Linked DNA regions of Mus musculus: all the other regions are linked to region 3. A link is a contact called in public Hi-C and HiChIP or PLAC-seq data. All regions are on one chromosome and are shown on one strand. Each heading gives the region's core, a stretch centred on a gene start, on an enhancer-like site or on the middle of the called end of the contact. The rest is flanking DNA. Distances are from core to core; before and after follow the strand shown.

Evidence for each region. A called contact is a pair of places that touch in the nucleus more often than the background predicts. HiChIP or PLAC-seq counts read pairs in DNA pulled down with a chosen protein or histone mark.
Region 1: a Hi-C map of the N1E-115 cell line shows a contact between it and region 3, with 1.8 times the contacts expected there. The contact joins the enhancer-like site here to the promoter of Hdac11 in region 3. A contact is called at or near these places in 3 of 39 promoter capture datasets (cranial neural crest, hippocampal neurons and neural stem cells), 2 of 484 Hi-C or Micro-C datasets (B cells and the N1E-115 cell line) and 2 of 9 other capture datasets (embryonic stem cells and liver).
Region 2: a contact with region 3 is called in a FOXA1 HiChIP or PLAC-seq map of pancreatic cancer cells. The contact joins the enhancer-like site here to the promoter of Hdac11 in region 3. A contact is called at or near these places in 4 of 39 promoter capture datasets (embryonic stem cells, liver, maxillary cranial neural crest and 1 more), 1 of 115 datasets of contacts at active chromatin or transcription factors (pancreatic cancer cells) and 2 of 9 other capture datasets (adipose tissue and liver).

The regions. Positions count from the first base shown.
Region 1 is chr6:90,914,138-90,917,083 of GRCm38.p6, forward strand. It overlaps a transcript of Iqsec1 not described here. Among named protein-coding and RNA genes, the nearest start is that of Gm38860, 94 kb to the right of the region's middle. Within about 2 kb of position 1,659, at least 5 of the 459 cell types and tissues checked have an H3K27ac peak or open chromatin away from gene starts, as enhancers often do. A contact at or near this core is called in the N1E-115 cell line, where this site is marked.
Region 2 is chr6:91,382,923-91,385,866 of GRCm38.p6, forward strand. The region is part of intron 3 of Wnt7a (wingless-type MMTV integration site family, member 7A); the gene reads right to left. Among named protein-coding and RNA genes, the nearest start is that of Gm30437, 27 kb to the right of the region's middle. Within about 2 kb of position 1,664, at least 12 of the 459 cell types and tissues checked have an H3K27ac peak or open chromatin away from gene starts, as enhancers often do. A contact at or near this core is called in pancreatic cancer cells, where this site is marked.
Region 3 is chr6:91,155,490-91,158,189 of GRCm38.p6, forward strand. It overlaps Hdac11 (histone deacetylase 11), which reads left to right and starts at 1,326. Exons shown (of 10, transcript NM_144919.2): 1 at 1,326-1,358; 2 at 1,908-2,056. The coding sequence starts at 1,357.

The DNA of each region.
Region 1 (2,946 bases), core at 409-2,908, 240 kb before region 3:
ACTGGCTTTCCCAGCAGTCTCTCTGATGACCGTATCTAAGCCACGCTCTCAGGACATCCCTGTGTGGTCTTTGTACCTCAGCTGTCTCCTCTCTTGCCTTCTACTAAGACATAAGGTCCAGAGAGGAGAATGTTTTCACCACTGTACCCCAGAGTGACAGGCATCAGGTGCCCAATAAATGCACCATGAATAAATGAATAAACAAATATTTCTACCGAGGATATCTCTCTGTGACTTACCAATCAATTCATTTGCCAAACCTTTTGGGTTTAAAGTCTAGACAAATGTTTGTGGTAGACAGAAGCATAGTAAAGAGAGGTGGGTACAACTGTATGTAGTAATATAAAGTGAGTAGATGCCATATGCTAACCAAGGATAGGACAGCACTCAACGAGTAACTGAGCAGGAATGGCTGGAAAATGACGTGAAGAGGGACACCTCTCTTGTAGCCTCTCTGAAATTCCCCTCTGAGGGGATAAACAGTAGTTCTGAGGCCCACAGACACAGTCTAGGATCTGGCCACTGTGCTGCCTCTACCCCAGGACCTAGAACTCTATGGGCCCTCAGTGTACGATTTCAGCAGCATACCTCTGCACATGGTGCCCATTACTACTCATTTGGAAAAACCTTGGTTCAGGACCCACTTGAGGACACTTTCTCTCATGTCTGAGCCTGAACTCAACAAATGCAGCTTTTGCTCGACTCCTGGCTCATGATTTCCTGCATGGATCATGTTCAACACTTCCCCAAGTCAGTTCATGCATGACACCCGCCAGGGATGGCTACAAGTTTCTGAATTTTCAGAAGCAAGGCAGGTGGTTATACCCAGACCCTGATATCATCTTGCTTTATATCTATGAGCCAGCAAGATCTACCCTCTGAGTCTCACTGTCTTTCCCTTAGAAGATTCATAGGCAGCCCAGGATGAAAAGGCCTCAAGTCACACAGAGCAACAAGACCAGGCCTATCACAGTTCACATTTGATCAGTGGCTAGGGTGAAGGTAGTTGCTGCGGAAAAACATTATCCCCGGGCTGGTGTTCTCAAGGTGGCTCCAGCAAGAGTATGATTACAAAGGTGCAGCTCCCAGATTGGAGTGAGAAACACAGAGACTCAACAACATGCAAGCTGCTTGGTGTCTCCAATGTCATCTGTCCTAAGTTAGATGGCTATTGCTCCTTGATGCAGCTCAGAAGAGTCAACCAGCTTGTGTCAAAGGGCCAAAACTTGTATCTTTAGATCCTGGACTCTGACTTAAGTGGCTCCTGTTGCCTGACCCTAGTTCACACTGGGCACTATGAGGTAAGAAGTGGAAACAGCTGTACATGTTCAGGTGCTTGCTCTTGCATCCCTCTCTCCCTTCTTCCCTTCGTCCTCCTCCTCCTCCCTCACTCCCTCTCCCTTCCCCCCTCTATTTCTCTCCCTCTCACTCCCCCTCCCTCGTCTCTCCCTCCTTCTCCCTCTCTCCCTCCCTCCCTCTCCCTTACTTAGCCTCATCCTCCACTTCCCTTTCTCTAGCTAATATGGTTAAATTAGCAGAGATTAAACGTGCCTGTGCTGCAGTTTCCTGTAATGAATTTCTTCCCTTGGGTCCAAAGCGCCAGGCAGTATTTGCTGACCAGCTGCAGATCCATTCCATGAGGCTTCTGCAGGCACACTACCTCCTTAGTGCAGGCTGTGTTGGGCCTTCCCTTCTGGACAGTTCAGACTGCTGTTTATTAGTAGGTACTACTCTAGCTGACCAGAGGCATCCTGAGGATCTTCTTGCCTTCCATGACCCTAGGGTCTGGGTCTGCTAGAAGCTCACTGCTGTTCCTGTTCCCTATTAGACATGCCAACCCCTCAAAGATCTCCTGGTATACAGGACTTGGGACATCTCGTGTCCTGGGGCTTTTTAAAGTGCTAGGCCACAACTCACTCCTCCTTTCAGACTGGGTACATGCAGTCTAGAAGCACAGGCCAATATTGGATGCTGCAGCTTTGCTCCAGTTCCCAGAGCTGGATGCAGCCTCAGTCCAGGTCTGCATCTGTTTCCCTCTTATGGTCCCTGTAGCCATGCTCCTCCCCTCTTCTCTCCGCATTTCCCTCATCAGAATGGAAGGAGGCTATTACCCACACTCTCCTTAATATCCTGCAGTAGATGATCATGAGGTGCAGCAACATCACACACATGCTGTGTGTCGCCTTGAGCAGTCACTTCACCTCCAGAAGCCTCAGTCCCATGAAAGACAAGAAAAGCTGTTGAGTGAATGAATATGTGCCTTGGAGACCAACACCCAGGGCTTGTATCCCAACTCCACCCAATGTCATTAGTGGTTTTTGATCCCCAGATATGTTTCCCTGTGAGTACAATGTAAATTACTATAATACCTCCAGCTGTGAGGACCCAGTGAGATACTGGGAGGTCAGACACCAGCACATAATAAGTTTTCAGTTGATGTAAGTTGCCCTAATGAAGGCCTTGGATGCCTTCAGGAACCTCTAGTTTGGCCTCTAAGCTAATCTGGCACACATCTATATGTGGGAAGTTGCTTCACCTCACTGAGCCACCATGAGAAAGACAGCCAACCTTGAGTCCCAGACCTACTCCTAGGCACACAGATAGCAAATGCCAGGCCACTAAGCTTCTTGTCTTGTGTGTCATCCTTGGGAAGAGGGGACTCATTAGTATTTTAGGGGCCCCAATAACTAGAGAACTCCAGTTCACCCAGAGAAGCTGTAGCAGAAACAAGACAACATGTAAAGCCTTAAAGGTAAGGGCCAGCATCTTTTCCTCATTTCTCCAGGAACATCTTGGTGTGTAATTTCAGTGAGCATTCAGTATCCTTAGCTAATATGCAGTGTATTCACCTTGCTTTGACCCAAATGGGGACATTCCTAGGAAGAGAGAGAGTCAGTAGTTCCCAAAGTCCTGCAAACATATGTTGTCTATGGGAATGTGTAGAGG
Region 2 (2,944 bases), core at 414-2,913, 230 kb after region 3:
TGGGAGGAAGCTCTTCCCACACCCAGGCTATTTTCTACTGCCAGCTCAGAACAAAGGCCCAACTGGAATTCTTGAGAGTTAGTGCGGGGTGTGGCCAGCAACCCCACCTGCCCGGAGGAGAACAGCTCCCACCAGAGCCTCAGTGGCTGTGCCCGCTTACAGCAGAGGTCCAGTGACACTGTTCACCCACATGGAGCTGCAAAGCTTGGCCAGGAAATGGTATTGTAAACAGTGAAGATCTTGCAGGAATAAAGTACGTGTAACTTGTTAGTCATTGTGACTGCAACATCCCAACCTCACCATCTAAACTCCATACATGCACACATACCTGAGAAACAGGTATACGGGGGATGGGCAGAATGTGGCATGCCAAGGTAGGTAACTGGGCTACCTCAAGCTTGCCACTCAGTCATTCAATACTTCAATTTTCTCCTGTGGCAGGATAACCACAGGCCCTCTCTTGTGATAAGAGAGTAGCTGTGAGGTACTTGTGGACTGGAACAAGCACACGTGGTATTTCCAGTCTTGAGAGAAGACATATGGTACCATGCAGGGAGCAGATGAGGTTGGCATTGTTCACAGTTAATACCCAGGTCATGCTGCCCTGGAGACTCTGGTATCAGGAGAACCCCACCCCCAGGGGGATATGCTATGTTCCTCTATCTGCTGCCTGGACCTCCCCTACATCCATGAAGTGGGCAGGTGACATATCATCCCATGGGGATCAGGGAAAGCCTTCCCTATGCATGGCAGACACTCCCTGAGCTATCTCTCTTGGTTCAGATGCAAACTGCAGGTGAGTCTCCCTTGGCTAGGCAGAAAGTTCTCTTCAGGGATATTACAACACTTGAGTTTTTCTGCAAAGGACACAAGTGTCCAGGATCAGAAGAAGTGGCAGCTGGGCTCCTAGGAGCCTGTTCTTCCTATCCTCCCAGACCATGCCATGCCTCTTAGCTCTCTCATATCCTCTTCTGCTGAATGCCCTCCTTCACTGACTTGATAACAGCCTGAGTTCGAGTCCTCCTTCTGAGGACAAAGAAGGAATTATGTGACCAATGAGCACATTTTGACGTGGTCTCACTGTGGAGTGACTAAGCCTCCCCATGCTGCCCCTCCCCTCCCCTGGTTACTTTCCAGTAAGCTCCTGCCAGGACCAGCCACATGGGGGGAGCCTTTCTGGCAGAAATCACATGGCTGGTCCTGGAGGCCAGGAAGGTGGCCTGCTACCTAGGCCTTCCCAAGTTTCTCTAATAATGCTAAGTTCTGAATGCCCCATGACCACCAGCTGTCTAGGTGACCTCCTGTACCACAGAAGTCATATGCTAGCCATGAGCCACATGCAGCCACCACACACTAGAAACCTGGACCAAAGGACTAAATTTTCATCATACTTAATTGCAGTCTGTTCAGACAGTCACGTGTGACTTATGGAGACTATTTAACAGTGTGACCGTAAACACTTGCAGTTCATTTGATCATTTGGTTAGTGACACTCTATGAGATGAGCCCCCAGGTACACAGATGGAAAGAGATGGCACAGAGAATCAAACTGAGAGCCTTATGGGTACTCTGGCCAGAAGCAGCAAGGCCAAGTCCAGATGAATGAACTGCAGCACACACTGTGAATAGGAACGAGACCAGCAATCCCAACCCTGCAGCCCACACTAGCCCTTGGATTATGCCACCACATCACGGGTATGCCAGTCTGGGCTCTGGCAGAGACTAGGCTAAAGCTCATGCTTGCCTAGCAGAGTGAGAAAGACACTGCAAGTGAGGGCTCATGGCTCCCAGCCTGCCCTCTGTCCAGCCCTGAGCTGGCTGTGAAGCAACAGAACTCTGCTTCAAGGGACAATGCATACAACCTCTAAAACAGTTATTTCCTCTGCCCTCCAAGTGTCCCCTTCTATTCAACCTACAATGTTCAGAGCCCCATGAACAGAGCAAGACAGGACACAGTACCTGAATGACCCTCAATCTCCAGGTGATTAGAGTAGGGTCTTAGGGGCAGAAGACCAAAGCTTCTTTAGAAGGTTCCAGAACTTTTGGATAATATTGTGGAATCATTCGTGGGATATCAGGATTGAATGGGGACAGCCCCGGACACTGATAAGTCTGGATCCGGCTTGAGTTCACATTCCAGGACAGCCTGCGAGCTGTGCAGCTTTGGGCTCCATTACCTCTCCTCACCTCCATTTTCCTATGCATAAAGTAGGTAAGGCAGACCTGTGACCAGGCGAGAGGCTAGCAGTTGTAGGGATTAAATGAAGATTGTACTTTTGGTGCCGATATTAGGTTTGCCTGTGTCCCCCAACAGAGAACCTTATGTCCGCCTGTATCAACTCCCCTGACAAGGGCCTTGTGACTGCTTCACCTGAGCTTGAACCTGAGGGCCCGAGGGACAGCAACCTCTCACTAAAGTCACCTTTTTCCTGGAAGAATGGCCTAAGTTCCTTCGGAGCCATGGTGTTCAGAAATTCTCTGGGCTAAGCGTAGGCTGTCGTGTCTGCATGGGATTAAGTGGAGGCAGCCTTGGCAGCCCAGAGCAATGTGGGGGCTGGGGACCCTCAGGCATTGCCAGTCTCTCCAGGAAGAGCTGCCCTGTCCTGTCACTGCTTTCCACTCCTCTCTTATCTTATCCCTCTTTCCCTGGATGCTGGTCATGGTTATCACTGTGGCATCAGTGACAGGAGCCAGCTGGGCACAGCCCCAGCTATGTCATTCGATGCAGGGGAAAACCCTAGCACAAGCACCCTCCACCCTGACCATGGCCAGTCCCTTCTGACCTGTCCTGAGCTCCCTTGGTATCAGCAGCCTCGTTTTCTCCCTAGACTCTCATCTTCATCATGATCCCGCCTCCCATTCTCTACCACAGACCTGATGTGGTCTAAGCTGGACCCAGGGGCCAATCCTTCCCTGCTTCTTCACCCACAGGCCCTCGGAAAAA
Region 3 (2,700 bases), core at 76-2,575:
AAACAGATTCAACCTTCCAAGACCAGGGTGCTGGCAGATAGCCCAGGCTGGGCTGAATATAGGCTCAAACTTCATTATACCAAAGGAATCAGGAAGACTCCCCTCCCGGTTTGTAATAAGCAAATGCTATTTCTTCTAACTGCCCAAGTCTATAGCAACTTTAAATCATAATGCCACTGTCTTATCTACGATGGTTCAAAGTCTGTAACTCCTAACACATAGGCTAGGCCACATGATATGGGAACGCTCCCAAACCACTAAGAACAAGAAATTGCCTTTTGTCCTCTGAACTGAAGGCAGTGTCTCCTCTGGGTCAGCCCCACTACCCATGGCTGGGGCAGTAACTCCTGACTGAGCTCACACTCCTAGGGGCAGTTTTTCTCAGCATCTTTCAGAATTTATGTCCTGTTTTCTGAAAATTACCTAGCAGTAGGCACATCAGAGGCATTCTTCCAAACTGTCAGACAACGATCAGACTTGGCTGGCAGATACATATTGTTGGTGTTCATGCCAGAGAGTTCGAGTTCAATCCTTAGAACCTACACAAAGGTGGAGGGAAAAACTTGTCTGACCAGAGCTGACTTTTGATCTTCACTGTGACATGCTACCTCATGCCCTAACAAAACAAAACAACAACAACAAAAAAAAAAAAAACGTTGCCCATTCCCTTCACATGACCCTGTGGCCCCTGGGCTCCCAGCTGCCATATTAGTTCCTGGCTGCTTCTCTGGTCAGCTGCTTCTGTTTGGTTGATGAAGACAGCTGGGTCAACAGGGGCCTATTGTCTCTTCTTCTGGCCTCCATTGTTGGGGCCCCAGCTGTCGGTCAGCTTCCAGGGTCAGGGTGTAGGGGGAATGGAGACAGGAGATACGTTCAGATATTCACGACTGGACCCTAAAAATAGGATCACCAGACCTGTTCTACAATAGGGAAACAGGTTCAAGGCATTTTATAAGTGGGGGACTGTTTATACCATGGTGAAATAGCCACAGATGGTACAGGAATGCAGGGATGCACCGCAGGAAAGAACATATAGCTGGGCTGGTATGCCCAGAACAGACCACCACATAGTGCAGAGAAGCCCGTGGTCACATCACCTAACCAAGTGTCTGATTATTTCTACCCTGGGAATGCGGGCGGAGCTGCGCATGACCACGCCCTCCAGGCGGCACTCCATTGGGTGCTTCTCCTTGGCCGGCGCCGGTCCGGTCGTCTGTGACGCAGCTGCAGGCCAGAGCTCCACCTCCAGCTCCCAGCGCCATGGAGGCGTGTGTTCTGCGTAGGCCCTGCCTCTTGCACCCCTCCCACCCCTCCCGGTGCGGAGTGGCGTCCAGAGCAGGCAGGGCCGGCTGCGGGATGTGAGTGTGCGGGGTCGCGCGTGGGGCCAAGCATGGGTTCTGGGGATTCCCATGGGCACGGCGGGACAGCTGGGGGCGGGCTGGGTGACCGTGCGGACGAACGGTGGTTCTCCCCTTTGCAGGGCACCGCGGTGGGCTGCAGGGCTGCGAGGAGGGCACAGCCTCCTGCAGTCGCGGTCTACTCACCTCCCCTCCCCCCGCCCCAGCGCATTTTGTTCCCAGCTTCACAGATGTGTGAGCTAACTCGTGAGACAGCCACATTCCAGCCCCTACACCATACACCCCGCCTTCCCCCGTGCAGGCCTTGGGCCTTGGCACCAGTACTCCTGAATACACCTGGCACTGGCATGTGACCTTGGGCACACCTGGTCCCCAGAGCCGCTGTTAGGACTGTGTTGGAAGCTGATTTAATCAAAGCCAGCCAGGGTTCAGGAAGGAGCTGTTTTCATTCCTGTTGGTTGTTAAGTGACCTGGTGTGAGTGGGGAGGGGAACACTGCTTTCCACAAGGAGGCTGTTGTCCATATGTGTGTCTCTTTTGCACGTTGAAGGCCTCACGCAACACAGCTGTACCAGCATGTACCAGAGAAACGCTGGCCCATCGTGTACTCACCACGTTACAACATCACCTTCATGGGCCTGGAGAAGCTGCACCCCTTTGATGCTGGGAAATGGGGCAAGGTGATCAACTTCCTGAAAGGTAAGAGCCGCCCCCCCCCCCAGACTAGCACGTGTCTCCTCCATTTCCCTATCCATACTACCTCCTCAGACCTGCATCGACCTTCTCCATTTTTTCCTTCTCCCTATCCTCATCACCCCCTCAGACCTACATCTGCCTCCTCCATCCCTGTGTTCATTCCATCCTTACCTGATTTCAGCCCCCAGACTGCCTACTGCCTTCTGCCTTGCTGTTAAAGGGTCTTTCCAGGCAGGCTACTAAGCAAGATGGGACCTGTCTTGTATTCCCTCCAGTTAGATCCCTATCTCCCTTCCTAAAAATCTAGAGCAAGCTCCCAGGTCTGCATCGTGCAAAAAATAGGATCAAATTAGACATTAATAACATAGCTGTTTCTGTTGGGTTTGTTTTCATTCCTCGGGGGACCTCCTATCTACGGCAGGTGGTACAGCTTCCCCCTCCGCTGTAGGGACCTGCCTGAACATCCAAAGGAAGTCATGGACTAGAAAGCACACAGGTGATGTGTGGTGTTGGTATAAGGCTGGGATGCTAGCCTTGCACGTCTGTTGACTGCACAAATGGTTTCCTGCTGGTGCCCTCTGCCCCCATCTGGGCTCCTGCCTCTTTCAGTGGCACAACAGAAGGGTTCTTCATCCCCCTCAGCTGGG